Regions from separate parts of the Sus scrofa genome. Here all the other regions are linked to region 3. The links are chromatin contacts, called in public HiChIP or PLAC-seq maps. All regions are on one chromosome and are shown on one strand. Each heading gives the region's core, a stretch centred on a gene start, on an enhancer-like site or on the middle of the called end of the contact. The rest is flanking DNA. Distances are from core to core; before and after follow the strand shown.

Region 1 (4,595 bases), core at 925-3,424, 180 kb after region 3:
AGATATTTACAACGCAGCACGACAATGGGAGAAAAAATTATGTATACATATATGTGTACCTGGGTACAGTGGGAAAAAGAAAAAAAGTGTGTTGGGGGAAATAACAATAAAAAATAAAATTAAAAAAAAGGAAGTATGGAAAATGCTAATAAATAAATAAATAAATAAATAAATAAATAAATAAAACCTCCAAGTGACTAATGAATGAGAGATACTCCAGATTATCCATTTCTTATACCCAGAGCCTAGCAACAATTCCAACCGAGTTCCCTTCTCCCAACACTCAAGTCTCTCCATTCACTTCTCTCTCCAAGTTGTCCTGCAAACCATCGTCATCGTTGTCCTTGCTTTGCACTCACAGTGACCGTCTCAATTGTCACTCTTGCCAGGCAATGAGAACAGTAGTAATTTCCCAGCTGGTGACATTCAGGAGCCGTGGGTGTCGCACAACAGCATTTTTAGGCTCCAAAAAAGGTTTATCAGCGTTTATGTGGGAGTCATTCCAGCTCAAACTCTGCTGAGAAATGGACTTCCTCTGTGGTCACCTCTGGGAAAACCCGCACAGATGAAAGAGTTCCTTTGCAGGCCGAGGGACATCCCCAGAAAGGGAATAAGTTGGAATCGTTGGAATGCTGAGTGTCTTGTTGAGATCCAGGCAGTCTGATGGTCGTTTCTAAAAACACGATGCTCCCCCAGCTTGCCTCACTCCCCAGTCATTCCTAGAAGAGACCCCAATAATAGCAGAATGTTCCTATTGCCTCGGTAAGCCCACCCCTTCCCAAGGACATGATGTTGCTGGACAGTCAGACTTTGGCATCGTTTTCAAATCTCTGGGGAAGACAAAACCAAGTGGTCCATGCTGTTAATCCATACCTCAAGACTTGACTTTTTTTCTCCTCTGAGATTTAATTTTTACTTTTCAAAAATGTTTCAAGTGTGTCCGATGTTCAATGTTGTGTCAATTTCTGCTGTACAGCCAAGTCAAGACTTGACTTTAATTTAGAGGCCATGAGAATATTTTCTGACACCCACTTGCATGTTTTAGTAGTCATGTGGCCTGTTTTTCTTCCTCAGCTATAACTGACAAGCCTATAACCTGAGATTTGGATAATTGCCAGTGGAAATTAAGAAAACAAAAAAAAGAGGAGTAAGTTGGCACTATGCCCCATAAAATGATTTCACAAGTAGTGGGTCTGCTTGCTCAATGAAACAGTTCTTCTTATAACCAGTCATTACTGATTCCCACTTACTGCTCTTGCGGTTTTGGAAAAGAGTTCTTACTTATCTTTTCCATGTTCTACGCAATAACATCTTTTAGCTCGCCCTCAATGCTCCCTTTGGATGGCCAACCTTAGGTTTCGGACATTAATTTTGTGTTATTTCACTGTCATGATCACTACTAACGTTGTGATATTTGTCTTTTATTTGTTCCTCTGCATTTATATCAACAGTTTTAAACAAAAGTGTCAGCATACTGTATGGGTAGTTTAATATTCTGCCTTATTTCCTCAGCATTTCATTGTGAGACTCTTCCTATGGCTCCCAGACCCTCAACATACCAGTTTTGTGCATCATAGAATATTTTTTATAGTATTATACTGGACCACTGGTCATCATGTATTTGGCCATCTTGTATTTTTAAAAATTATTTTATTGAGGTATGGTTGATTTACAATGTGTTACTTTCTGCTGTGGAGCAAAGTGATTCAGTTATATATATGTATGTATATATATACTTTCTCATATTCTTTCCCATTATGGTCTATCACAGGATACTGAATATGCTTCCCTGTGCTATGTAGTTGGACCCTGTTTTTCATCCATCCTGTATATAACAATTTGCCTCTGCTAACCCCAAACTCCCAAGCCATCCCTCCCCAGCTTCTCCTTCCCCTTGACAACCACAAGTCTGTACTCTATGTATTTTCTGACATTTAAGTTGTGGCTAAAATTATACTATTATAATGTAAAGCTACGAGGAATCTCATTTGATACAAGTTTTTAGATGTCAGGACCATCTAGGCTTGAGTTAACAATAACCTCAAAATCTCAGTGGCTTAAGGTAGCAAAATGTTGTTTCTTGTTCACTTTTAAATGGAACCAAGGCTGGCCAGGAGCTCCATTCCACAAAGTCACTCTGTCCTAGAGGCAAAAGCAACACCAGCACTGCCACCAGCCTTCCAGGGTTCGGCAGGGCACAAAGTGAATGGGGAGCTCCCCCTGGCCTTCTGCGTTGAGCAGGGAAGTGAAACTCATCACTTCCGTTCACAGCCTTGGCTCCCAGCCAAGGAGGTGGTTTGTAACCTTTGACGAGCCCAAAGGAGAAGAGAGCAGGATGTGTGCAGGCAATTTTAATAGCTCCCCCCCACCCCCGTACAAGTGGATGACTTATTTAGGATACATGTCTTAACGAAGGGAGTTATTGGGTTTTGCCACCTTTTTTTTTTTTTTCCTAAGAATCTTATAACATTTTTATCATACCATCAGCTTTTTTTTGTCCCTGAAAAGCCCAAATGTTATCATTTTTTACTCTTTGCTGATCTAAGAGTTGAGAAATGCTGTCTCATTGTTTTTCAACTTGTGTTTCTTTCATTACTGTTGGGAGCAGAACTTTTCTCATCTGTTTATTATTCATTTTTAGTTTTGCAAGAGGCTCATAGGTGAACAACAACAAAAAATAACCTGAAAATTCTCTGAGCCTCCCTGGCCCACTTCATCTCTGGAATTTAAAATGCTTTAAAAGCCCTATCAGAATGACCCTGCCGCTCAGCTCACTGTTTTTCTCCTGATGGTAATTTGAACCTAAAAAAAAAAAAAAAAAAAATTCTTTTTGTTTCTAACAGGAACTCTTTTTTTTTTTTTTTTTAAATCTTTTTAGGGCCACACCTGCGGCATAGGGAGATTCCCAGGCTAGGGGTTGAACTGGAGCTACAGCTGCAAGCCTGCACTACAGCCATAGCAATGCCAGATCTGAGCTGCATCTGTGACCTACACCACAGCTCACAGCAACACCAGATCCTTAACCCAGTGATGGAGGCCAGGGATCGAACCTGCAACCTCATGCTTCCTAGTCGGATTCATTTCCATTGCACCATGAGGGGAACTCCTCCAACAGGAACTCTTATCCCTTACTTGTGGGAATGCAAAATGGTGCAGCCTTTTTGGAAAATAGTTGGGCAGTTTCTTACAAAATTAAATATACTCTTACCATATGATCCAGTCATAACACTCCTCAGTATTTAGCCAAAGAAGTTGAAAACTTCTTTCTACACAAAAAGCTGCACATAGATGTTTATAGCAATATAACATAACTATATTTATCACTGTCCAAACTTGGAAGCAACTGAGATGTCTTTCAGGTTAAATAAACTGTGTTACAACTAGATAATCAGCATTAAAAAGAAATGTGCCACCAAGCCTTGTTCCCATTGACCTCTCCCTCACCTTGCTCCTTTAGACCTAAAGGCACCTACATTTATTAGCCCCCCATTGTTTTCCTTTAACTCTTGTAATTGGTTCCTTTATTAAATTGCCCTGATGAAACTTAAAAAAAAACTGCTCTTTTTTTTAAATTGAAGTATAGTTGATTTACAATGTTGCGTTAATTGCTGCTGTCCAGTAAAGTGATTCATTTATACATATATATGCATGTATATATGTATATGTGAGCATACATGTATATATGTGTCTATGTGTGTATGTGTCTATACATGTATGTATGTGTATATGTATATATGTGTGTATATATGTATATATGTGTATATATGTTTATGTATATATGTGTGTATTCCACACTTGCATACAGATATACATATATTTACATAAATATATATATATACACACATTCTTTATCCTTTTTTAAATCTTTTCCATTATGCTTTAAGGTGTAGGTCTGCCCCTGGGGTCTTCCTGCATCTTTTTTTTTAATGTATTTTTTTTTTTTGTCTTTTGTCTTTTAAGGGCCACACCTGCGGTATATGGAGGTTCCCAGGCTAGGGGTCTAATCTGAGCTGTTGCTGCCAGCCTACACCATAGCCATGGCAACACAGGATCCGAGCAGAGTCTGCAAACTACACGACAGCTCACGGCAATGCTGGATCCTTAACACTGAGCGAGGCCAGAGATCCAACCCTCAACCTCATGGTTCCTAGTTGGATTCCTTTCTGCTGAGCCACAACAGGAACCCCTTTTCCTGCATCTTATAACTCATGACGAGTCTCAGTCCCCTCCCCTTAGCAAGGCTGCAAAAAACAAACCTCTAACAGAAAACCCTGTTGTTTTGGTCCCATCAGAGGGTTGGGAAATTTGGGGATGTTCAGAGTCCTTTTGCAGGCAATTGGGTAGAGCAGGATGGCTCAAAAGAGGGATCTTATTAACACCCTTGAGAGTTCAATCGGAACAATTTAATTTTAGAAGACAATCTCAAAGGGACATATCTGTGCATGTCTGCAGAGCTCAGTCTCTCCTCGCGTGTCTCTGCTTCAAAGGGCTATCAGTGCAGGACACTTTTACTTCCCAGGTGGCAGCAAGTCATGAGCTTTACCCCTGGTTCCCCTTTGGGCTGGCCTCGGAGCTGTGTCTCTACCTTCCAGAAG
Region 2 (5,042 bases), core at 994-3,493, 230 kb before region 3:
CTTGTAGGGCTGAGAGGCTAAAGACTTTATTGTTACAGCCACGTGAAACTTTCAGTCATATGGAAGCCACGGGCTCTGGAATGATCTATTTCAGGAGACATGACACAGAAGGGAGTTATGTGGCAATAGCAATGTCATGCCCAGAAATTAGAATTTGGAGGCAGAAGCAATGAGCAAATAGTAAGTTTGCTAGAAAACTAGACTTGGCTCATTTGACTCAAATGCTTCCTCCTCTACAACCAGCACTAGGAGAAGGATGCTCTTTACCAGATACCCCTGTGGCTCTGCACCTGTCAGAGTGGGATGCAGTAGATTGTCCTCTAACCTTTCAATGTCCCCAGGGACAAGATCACCCCGGCCACTTCCCCACAGGGGTGCAGATTCTTTGAGCCAAGCACACATGTTCAGTCTAGACTCAGAGGGTATTTTTTAAACTTTTTCCCTTTGAAGTCATTTCACAAGCTGCTGCATGTTGCGGCCAAATAATAAAAAATTAAATTAAGTTAAAAATTAAAAACAAAAGGAGTTCCCTGTTGGCCTCGTGGTTAGGACTCGGTGCTTCCACCCTTGAGGCCTGGGGTCAATCCCTTGTTTGGCAACTGAGATCTGCTGCATGCTGAAACCAAATAAAATAAAATATAATAAAATAATAATAAAATAAAAATGAAATCATTTCACGGAAAATTTGTGAGAATAGTACAAACAATTCCCATTCACCATGTACCCAGATTCCCCAAATATTTACTTTGCACTGTATTGGTCTTATCATTTGCTATAGATACACACTATTTTTCTCTCAACTGTTTGAGAGAAAGTTGCAGCCAAAAATCCCTTTTATTCCTAAATGCTTCAATGAGTCCTTCCTGAAAGCAAGGACATTCTTTTCCATTATACAAGCACAATTATCAAAATCAGAAAATTAACATTGATATAATATGACTGAATCTCTCACCCTTATTCAAATTTAACCAGCTGTCCCAATAATGTTCTTTAGCACAAAAGGATAAAAGTCTCCTGGTCCAGGTCACACATGGCGTTTAGTTATCTTGTCCCTTCAGTCTCCTTTAATCTGAAATCATTCTCAGTTTTTCACAAGATTGATAGTTTTGAGGAATATAAGCCAGTTATTTGTAAAATGTCCCTCAGTCTGGGTTTAAAGAATGAATGGGAGTTCCCGTCGTGGCGTAGTGGTTAACGAATCTGACTAGGAACCATGAGGTTGCGGGTTCGGTCCCTGCCCTTGCTCAGTGGGTTAACGATCCGGCGTTGCCGTGAGCTGTGGTGTGGGTTGCAGACGCAGCTCGGATCCCGTGTTGCTGTGGCTCTGGCGTAGGCCGGTGGCTACAGCTCCGATTAGACCCCTAGCCTGGCAACCTCCATATGCCGCGGGAGCGGCCCAAGAAATAGCAACAACAACAACAACAACAACAAGACAAAAGACAAAAGACAAAAAAAAAAAAAAAGAATGAATGAATTAAAAAGTCACCTTTCGGCAATGACCACGGTAATAATGGATCCAGACAACCACCAATCAACGCAAGAACTAGTGAATGCGAGTGTGATGAGCGAACAGGATTAAATCCATCATCTTGACACACTTTCCCATGTTTGTTTTTTTTTTTCTGTCTCTTTAGGGCCGTGCCCACAGCATATGGAATTTCTCAGGCTAGGGGTCGAATAGGAGCTGTGGCTGCCAGCCTCGGCTACAGCCACAGCAACTTGGCGTCTGAGCTGTGTCTGTGACCTACACCACAGCTCACAGCAAAGCCGGATCCTTAAGCCACTGAGCAAGGCCAGGGACCAGACCCGCATGGTTCATGACCACCGAGCCACGATGGAAACTCCCCCACCAAATGCTTGTTGATTACAAAGGAGAAAACAGTAGCTTCAGAGCAGGGAGGCCTGGCCCACCCCACCTTCACTGGGCGATCAAAGTCAACTGCAGCAATAGTGGGACAGACTGACTTCAGGCGCCTCTGATCTGATGAGCTGAGACCAGCTCAGCATTTTACGTCTGTGGTATTCCCACCAAAAACTCCTAACCTCAATCTGTCACGAACACCCCACTGAGCACATCAGAATGTTAACCCAACGTGAGGAAAGAGAAGCATGGGCTCTTTACAGATGAGAGACGTTCCCAGGGGACCCCATTTACAGCCTGGCGCTTCCGAACCTTCCCTGGCTCTGCCTGACTGCCTAAGGCTCTTCCTCTAAACTCAAGAGGAACTTGCCAGCCCACTTATTTCCCAACAATCCTCAGCTTTAGCCCTTTGTTTCACATCCTCCTTTTCCCGCAGAGGCTCGAAAACCATCAAAGGCTTTGAGTTTAGCGTCAAAGCTGCCTCATGGTCAGCGTCATCCTTGACCCCTAACTCAGCTTCCTCCGTGGATCCTCAGGCCTGGGTGCTGTGGCCCTCGTGTTCAACCCTCCTGTGTCCCCTCCCCAGCTTAACGTGGGCTCTGTGTATGGGCCTTGGGTCAGGACAGCAGCCTCATCCCATGGTTGAGTGACAACACCTCACTTTCTCCGTTTTCTCATCTGCTCAATGGGTGCACTGGTAGAGCTGCCGAGAATATAGGACAGAAGAATATTTATAAAATGCTCCTTGTGGAGTTCAGCATATAGAAAACTTGCAGTCAGTATTAGCGTTAATCATTATTACCGTAGTGGGCGTTTAAGCATGCATACTCTGGATCCAAACGGCCTGGTGCATCCTAGCTTGATGTCCATGTCCCGGGCAAATGATGTAGCCTCTGTTCAGAAATGGCTACAGGGATGAAATGAACAGTGCCCATCACCTTGTATAAGTTACGCAAATTTTGGCTGTTCTTTTTCTTCTTATTTTCTCTTTTCCTTTTTGAAAATCTTGTATCTGGGAGTTCCTATTGTGGCTCAGTAGGTTAAGGACCTGACATTGTCTTTGTGAGGATGCAGGTTCCACCCCTGGCCTTGGTCAGTGGGTTAAAGGACCCAGCGTTGGAGTTCCCATTGTGGCTCAGTGGGTTACAAACCTGACTAGTAGCCATGAGGATGAGGGTTCAATCCCTGGCCTTGCTCAGTGAGTTAGGGATCCAGCGTTGCCGAAAGCTGTGGTGTAGGTCACTGGTGAGGCTCGGATCCGAGGTTGCTGTTGCTGTAGTTGAGGCACAGGCCTCAGATGCAGCTCCGATTTAACCCTTAGCCTGGAAACTTCTGTATGCTGAGGGTATGGCCCCATGAAGACAAAAAAACAAAACAAAACAAAACAAAACAACGAAAAAACAAAAGACTCAAGAGTTTCCAAAAGCTACAGCACTGATTTGTTCTCTACCCTGGGAAAGTCCATGTGTTGCAGGTGCTGCCTAAGGGAAAATAAAAGCTTATATTTGGATAAGACTTCTGAGTTTGACATGAACTCTCTTATTTTGATGCTAATCCTCACTAGAGTAAGAAAGGAAATTTATCATTATCTCCATTTTATGGACAAGAGGACTGAAGTTAGGGAAATTAAACTAGCTCAGCAAAAACACACACCTGCAAATAGCAAAGCAGGACATTGATCCCAGGTCTTGGACACAAGCATGCTATTCTTTACAGCATTCATTTTCCCAAAAACTATTGATGAAACAGTATGTGCCAAGTGCTGTGCCAAGCACTGAGGATGCAAAGCCTCTGAGTTAGAGGAAGTGCATGAGAAAAAGAGACGGGTCCTGTGTTACAGGGTCCAGTGCAGCACCCTTACTGATACTGCTATTCCTCTAACTCAGCTGAGGTTTCAGGGAAGGGGATGCTTAAGACAAGGACTAGAGGGATTTGGAAGAAGTCAGACAGAGTAGCTAAAAGATGAAGGAAGTCCAAGAAAAATAATAAGCATGATGGCAGGGAGGATAGAACAGCTTGCAGCATTTGGAGAAACAACAAGGAACACAGAGTGGCCAGAACTCAGACCCTGGAGGGGGCTGGAGAGGCAGTAACAGGAAGAGCAGTCCGGGTGGGCTTCCCTGAGATGCTGGGAGTCACACCTTTGCAGCTCGAAGTGGGCAGGGAAAAGGCTTTGCGCTGTGCATGCAAAGCACCATGGGGAGGAGTTTGGGGTTTTTGTTTTTTGTTTTTCTGGGTTTTTTTTTTTTTTTTTTTTTTTTTTTTTTTTTTTTTTGTCTTTTGAAACCTGCACCCGCAGCATATGGAGGTTCCCAGGCTAGGGGTCCAATCGGAGCTGTAGCCACCCGCCTCCACCACCACCACAGCCACTCGAGATCCGAGCCACGTCTGCTCACAGCAATACCGGATCCTGAACCCACTGAGCAAGGCCAGGGATCGAATCCACATCCTCATGGATACTAGTTGGGCTTGTTAACCGTTGAGCCACAAAGGGAACTCTGGTGTTTGGGGTTTTTAGACTTTCCCCCTGGATGCTCAGATAGTCCTTTTAGCACTCAGAGTTAAATGCTTCTCCCAAGCATATCATCCTCTGTGTAATTACTGCCTTTCTCCTCCATCCTCAGGTCGGATCCCTTGTTCAGCTTCTGTGGTGATGGTTGGGGCACTGCGAGTCCCGCTATAATGGGCAGACTGGCGACCTCACATGTCCACCCCTGGGCCCTGTGCTAAGGGGACAGCGTGGCGACAAACGGGGTGGTCCTCAGGGGTTCTGGCTGGTGACCTGTAGCCCAGGGCAGAGCCAAGCCCTCGTAAAGTGCCCGAGGGAGACCCCTGTGGCGATGCCCTGGAAGCAGCTGGATGTTTGCATCTGGAACTTAGAAGAGAGGCCAGGGCTGGGGGTGGAGGGCAGTTTTGTCACACGGTGTTTTGGAAAGAGAAATGGGTCTCTCCAAGTCCCTCTACTGCGACCTGTCGTTTCCAACCCCTGCCCTTTCCATACCAAAGTCTTCCCCACCCATCCTGCCCCAATCATAGAGAAAGAGAGACAAAGGAGTTAATGAGATGCCTTGTATTGGATGCAGGTTTTAGGGAGGCATGATATTCTGACAGTTGAGCTTGATGGCTATATTTCCATCCCAGCCTTATTTCTTGGTGGGTTATGCAATACTTTCCCCTTAAG
Region 3 (5,150 bases), core at 416-2,915:
TTGTTTGTTAAATATATGCTTGGTTTTTAGTTTTACATTTAGTCTACATTTACCTTCCTAGAGGGCATCCTCAGAGTCATCTGGAGTTGGTGTTTGATGATCAGTGTGTATCCAAAGCCAAGAGTTAGTGGGACAGATCTGTGAGTCCAAGAGAAGGGGTTCTGGGTGGGAATGTGATATTTGCGGAGAGGGGCCAGAACCAGCCAAACCTCACTATTATTCTCCTCCTAAGAACTAGTGTAAAAAGGTGGCTGTAGCCTTAGGGAAGGCAGCATTCACAGAGGAAGGAAAAGAGACTAGGATTTCTTCCCTGTTGCCTGGGGGTACCCATTGCACCTGAGAAGAGGCAATCAGACATCACCCATGTGACACTTGAGTGTCCTTGAACCACTGCCAGCAAGAATGGGACATGGGAGTGGAATGTGCTGATCTTTTTAGTTGAAGACACAACCCAAGGAGATGGTGTGTTCTTCTAGCAGTAGCTTCATGCCTGCTTCCGTTTGTAGAAGGCTTCCTCCACTTATAGAGGGCTTCATGGGGTGTGTTCTCCTAGCAGTAGCTTTACACCTGCTTCCACTTGTCGAGGGCTTCATGGGGTAAGTAGATGAGGGCCAGAAAAAAATGCAGGCAACTGAAAACATACATCCGAAAACCTTGGATTATTCTATTGGCTATTACAGCCATTGAACAAGAACCAGACACCACGAAAAGGGAACAGGTGAACAGTCAAAGGGAAAGACAGGCCATGCTCTACACGGTGAAGATTTGGCGTTAAAGGTGACTGAATTTACGTCATTTACTAATTGTGTGGTGGTTACTTAGGTCTCTGAGCTTTTCTTTGTAAAATGAGTAATAGTAAATCTCTGTTACAAAGCTGTGGTCAGGTTTATTCTATTTGTTACCTTTTAGAAACTGTGCTATATACTGCAGGGTCCCATACAAGTGCTAGTTGTCCATGGAATTTTACATTTGGAAGCTGGGGTATCTCTCTAGCACGCGCATTGCTAACTCTGAGTCTTCGCGATGTATTAGTGGGTTAAGCTGACACTTCCTTTGCTGCTATCTGGCCTGACAATAAAGAGACCTGCGCCATGTGCTGAAGATCTGGTTTTACTCCTTTGTGCTTCCAAACCTTCCCACCAAAGCAGACCTAAAAGGGAACACGTGTCACATGCTCGTAGTTTCTTGAAAAACCTCATTTTATTTTACAATTTTATGTAAAGTTAACAGTCTGGCCTTCACAGTATTTATATTAAACTATATATAACCTTTTAAGTCACCAATGAAGAAGATGTTAAAAGAGGGTGAGGGTCCTGCCTGTTCCATTAATTGATGGGCAAGATGGGATTGCCCCAGCCTGTGACTGCGTGTGCCCCCAGAACACCTACCCAAGTCGTGAGCTCCTCTTACCTATTAAAAGAAGAAGATTGCCTCTCTGGGGCCTGTGTCTCCTTCTGGACAGTTATTCTGTGAAATCCCGTGCAACAGATGGTGTAAGGAACTCTTGCCCTGATTACAAAATCAAACTATATGACAGATTCTTTCTTACAAAATGATTTTTTCAGTATTGTGTAATTCTTACCCAAAGGCTAGTCACAGAGGACTTCACTCAGCAGGGGTTATTAATGAGGAGTCTGCCAATGATCAAATTTTGTTTGCTTAAAATATCTTTGAGAATTAGTCATCAGTGCATGACATTCTTTATGCTGTTCTCTCTACTTTGGGGTGTGAGTATGACTTTTCACTCTAGGCTTAAAAATCTTTAAGCCTTCCAGTCAAGAAGGTGGACTAGGCACAGCACTGTCATTTGCCAACTGCCCATTTTAAAACCTCATCAGAATGAAAGCACATTTAGGATCTTTGTTGCCTTATTGATTTTCTCTCTTAGAGGATCTGTCCATTGGTGTGAGTAGGGTGTTAAAGTCTCTTACTGTCGTTGTATTCTCATCAATTTCTCCTTTTCTGTCTGTTAGTATTTGTTGTAGACCCTCATACCAAGTGAAGTAAGTCAGAAAAAAAAAAAAAAGACAAATACCATATAATATCACTTATATCTGGAATCTAATATATGGCACAAATGAACCTTTCTACAGAAAAGAAAAGCATAGACTTGGAGAACAGACTTGTGGTTGCCAGTTAGGAGAGGGAGGGAGTGGGACAGATTGGGGATTTGGGGTTAATAGATATAAACTATTGCCTTTGGAGTGGATAAGCAATGAGGTCCTGCTGCATAGCACTGGGAACTATGTCTAGTTGCTTATGATGGAGCGTGATAATGTGAGAAAAAAGAATGTATAAATGTATGTGTAAGTGGGTCACCTTGCTGTACAGTAGAAAATTGACAGAACACTGTAAACCAGCTATAATGGAAAAAATAAAAATCATTATAAAGGAAAAAAAAATAAAGCACAGACTGTAAAGGAGGGGAAAAAAGTTTAGTCACTAACCAGTAAATAGCAAAGCAAAGAGAGAGGCATCATTAACAAAGAAGAAATTTCAGTAATTTTGTTTTATTTTATTTGGCCACAATGTGGAAGGCCAGGGATCGAACCTGTGCAGCGGATGCAGCCTGTGCCGCAGCTCCAGCAACACCAGATCCTTAAGCCACAGCGCTGCAAGAGAGCTTTCTCAACAACTTTTTGGGAATGTTGGAGATGAGACAGGCGGGAAAGATCTCACCTAGGTGTACTGCAAGGGCCCTTCAGAGAAGTAGAAAGCAGTCTTTCTAAGGGAATCCTGGAGAGGGACTCAGCCCCAGCAGCTATGGCAGAGGTTACAACTTAGATACAAGTTTTCCAAAAAACAGGGTACAGTTAAAGGCTATTTATGGAATCGTAGTACAGTTCAGTCCCCCAACCCCACTCTCTCAGTGCCCTGTGCTCACACTCACATGCGTGCACACACACTTAAAGCAGAGGCAGCTAGCATGTACAAAATAGGTGAAAACTGATTCTGCTTTAGATATGAAACCAAACTCAAAAAATAAAGACTTCTGATAAGGAGTTTTGGTACCACTGTAAAGCCCTTCTTTTGGGGGGAGGTTTCCTGCTCAAAAGTTAGGTTCTTTTCTGTTCACATCAGGTAAAGCTTCCTATCCTGGTCAGACACAGGGTTGAGAACCTCCAACTAAGGAAGAAGCCTTTCTATAGACCAACTAACAGAGCAGGGGAGAGCAATTCCATTTTCCAGTATTTCCATCTTAAATGAACAGATAACCAAGGGGTCACTTGGTTATCATAAATGAGGAGAATTGACAGCTTGAAAGGAAAAAGAACAGACCTGAAGGCAACAGCTAATGCAGAAGCAATTATATTATAAGAAAGGGCCATTAGATTTATTTATTTAGTTTAAAATAAAGTTGAAGTAATTGTTCAAAATGTAGAGCAAAGACAAAAGAAGTGCAAGAAGAGGTTCATGGGAAATTAATCTCTGAAGTTTGACATTTGACTTCGTAGAAGTGAGAGAAAGGGAAAACGAAGGAGGAACATATCAAAAGAGGAAGGGAAGATAATTCCCAGGTGCAGAAAAGGCACATCTTTGTATTAAATGGACCCACTGAGAGCCCGCACAATTAATGCAGACAAGTCACCCATGGGTATGTACGTATTTGTAAGTGCTTCAAGGATAAAGAGAGGATTGTAAAAATTTTCAGAGAAGGAAAAAAAATTGTGTATGAAGAAGTATCAAACTCATTTAGCAGTGTTTTATCTGTTTCAGCACTGGATGCTTATAAGTATTGCGAACAAAATCTAAAAATAAACACATTATTTTTACCGAGAATTTTCTACCTGACAAACTACTATTGAGTTGTAATAGCAGAATAAAGACACTTTCGGATATACAAGGACTAGAAAAATTAGCTTCTCAAGGACCCTTGTTAAGAAATAACTTGGGACTTCCCACTGTGGTACAGTGGGTTAAGGATCTAGCAGTGTCTCTGCAGTGGTTCGGGTCACTGCTGAAGCACGGGTTTGATCTGCAACCTGGTACAGTGGTTTAGGGATCCATTGTTGCCACAGCTGTGGCGTAGGTCTCAGCTGCAGCTTGGATTCAGTCCCTGGCCCAGGACCTTCCATATGTTGCAGGTGTGTGTGGCCGAAAAAAAAAAAAAAAAGAAAAAGAAATAACTTGGCTTTAAGGAAATACAGGAATTAACCTAATTGGACATCAAAACAATCCAGGAATAACAGCAATAAAATAGGTCCAGACAACAACCATTCCAAATTGGAGCAGGAGTGTAAGACACCTGAGGGGAAAAGGATTGACGGCTTGGGGATGACATCTGTCACCCACCCCCTCCCAGAAAGGAAGCACTTAGAAACCCGAGGAAAAACTCCTGTTGTGGCCTAAATATGGGAAGAAAGGCCATGCTTTTAAGCAATTAGTGAGGAAAACGGGTCCATTTAATTTTAAAACTAGACCCTTTTTTTTTTTTAATTGCTTGGAGTGCTCAGGAGATCTTGACATTGGATTTGTAAAGAATTTGAAATGTAATTTTAGCACACCTCTTGGCCTGGCATTAAATAATATTTACACATCATAATGTAGATGGCTAGTTGTTAATTTTCAACTTTTAGAATCAATCTGATAAAGAAGATTTGACTGCTGTTAATTCAAGATATAAGTGATTACATTCTTGATGTTAAAAGTATCTCTGACCTGAGGTGCGTTGTGGAAGGACAGAGAAAAAGTGTGTTCTGGCTCCAGGATCAGTGAGGAATTGAGATACAGAGTCAGCTTAGTGGAACAAGGAATTTAATTGTATTCTCTATACTTAAAATGATAATGAATAAAAGGGTTAAAGAAAGATAAAGATGAAGATGGGTGAAGATGAACTAAATTCTAATTTTTGAATCTAGGAAAATCAATGGATGTTACATAAAGTTATTAAATCTAAAAATCTAAATTAAGTTTATTATTTAGAGGTATAGAACTATCAGAGGAGCAAAAAACAAGAGTAATCAGAAATTCTATCCTGGAAACTAGGACTCAGGGCATGCAGGAAGGATGGAAACATCTAAATTCTTCTATATTATTATAGTTCTGTGTGTACATATTTTGAGAAAACAAAACATTTAGAATTACTTTCTAATCTAATGTTTCACTAATCCAGATCCATAATGAAGAATTGGTGAAGAGAATTAACAATA

The links. HiChIP or PLAC-seq counts read pairs in DNA pulled down with a chosen protein or histone mark.
Region 1: an H3K27ac HiChIP or PLAC-seq map of alveolar macrophages shows a contact between it and region 3. The contact joins two enhancer-like sites. A contact is called at or near these places in 5 of 47 Hi-C or Micro-C datasets (embryonic fibroblasts, epiblast stem cells, liver and 1 more) and 2 of 2 datasets of contacts at active chromatin or transcription factors (alveolar macrophages and skeletal muscle).
Region 2: an H3K27ac HiChIP or PLAC-seq map of alveolar macrophages shows a contact between it and region 3. The contact joins two enhancer-like sites. A contact is called at or near these places in 1 of 47 Hi-C or Micro-C datasets (embryonic fibroblasts) and 1 of 2 datasets of contacts at active chromatin or transcription factors (alveolar macrophages).

The regions. Positions count from the first base shown.
Region 1 is chr14:2,275,135-2,279,729 of Sscrofa11.1, reverse strand. No RefSeq gene overlaps it. Among named protein-coding and RNA genes, the nearest start is that of SYK, 170 kb to the right of the region's middle. Within about 2 kb of position 2,174, at least 12 of the 83 cell types and tissues checked have an H3K27ac peak or open chromatin away from gene starts, as enhancers often do. A contact at or near this core is called in alveolar macrophages, where this site is marked.
Region 2 is chr14:2,681,827-2,686,868 of Sscrofa11.1, reverse strand. No RefSeq gene overlaps it. Among named protein-coding and RNA genes, the nearest start is that of NFIL3, 81 kb to the right of the region's middle. Within about 2 kb of position 2,243, at least 14 of the 83 cell types and tissues checked have an H3K27ac peak or open chromatin away from gene starts, as enhancers often do. A contact at or near this core is called in alveolar macrophages, where this site is marked.
Region 3 is chr14:2,449,931-2,455,080 of Sscrofa11.1, reverse strand. All of the region lies in intron 4 of AUH (methylglutaconyl-CoA hydratase, mitochondrial), which reads left to right. Among named protein-coding and RNA genes, the nearest start is that of AUH, 94 kb to the left of the region's middle. Within about 2 kb of position 1,665, at least 10 of the 83 cell types and tissues checked have an H3K27ac peak or open chromatin away from gene starts, as enhancers often do. A contact at or near this core is called in alveolar macrophages, where this site is marked.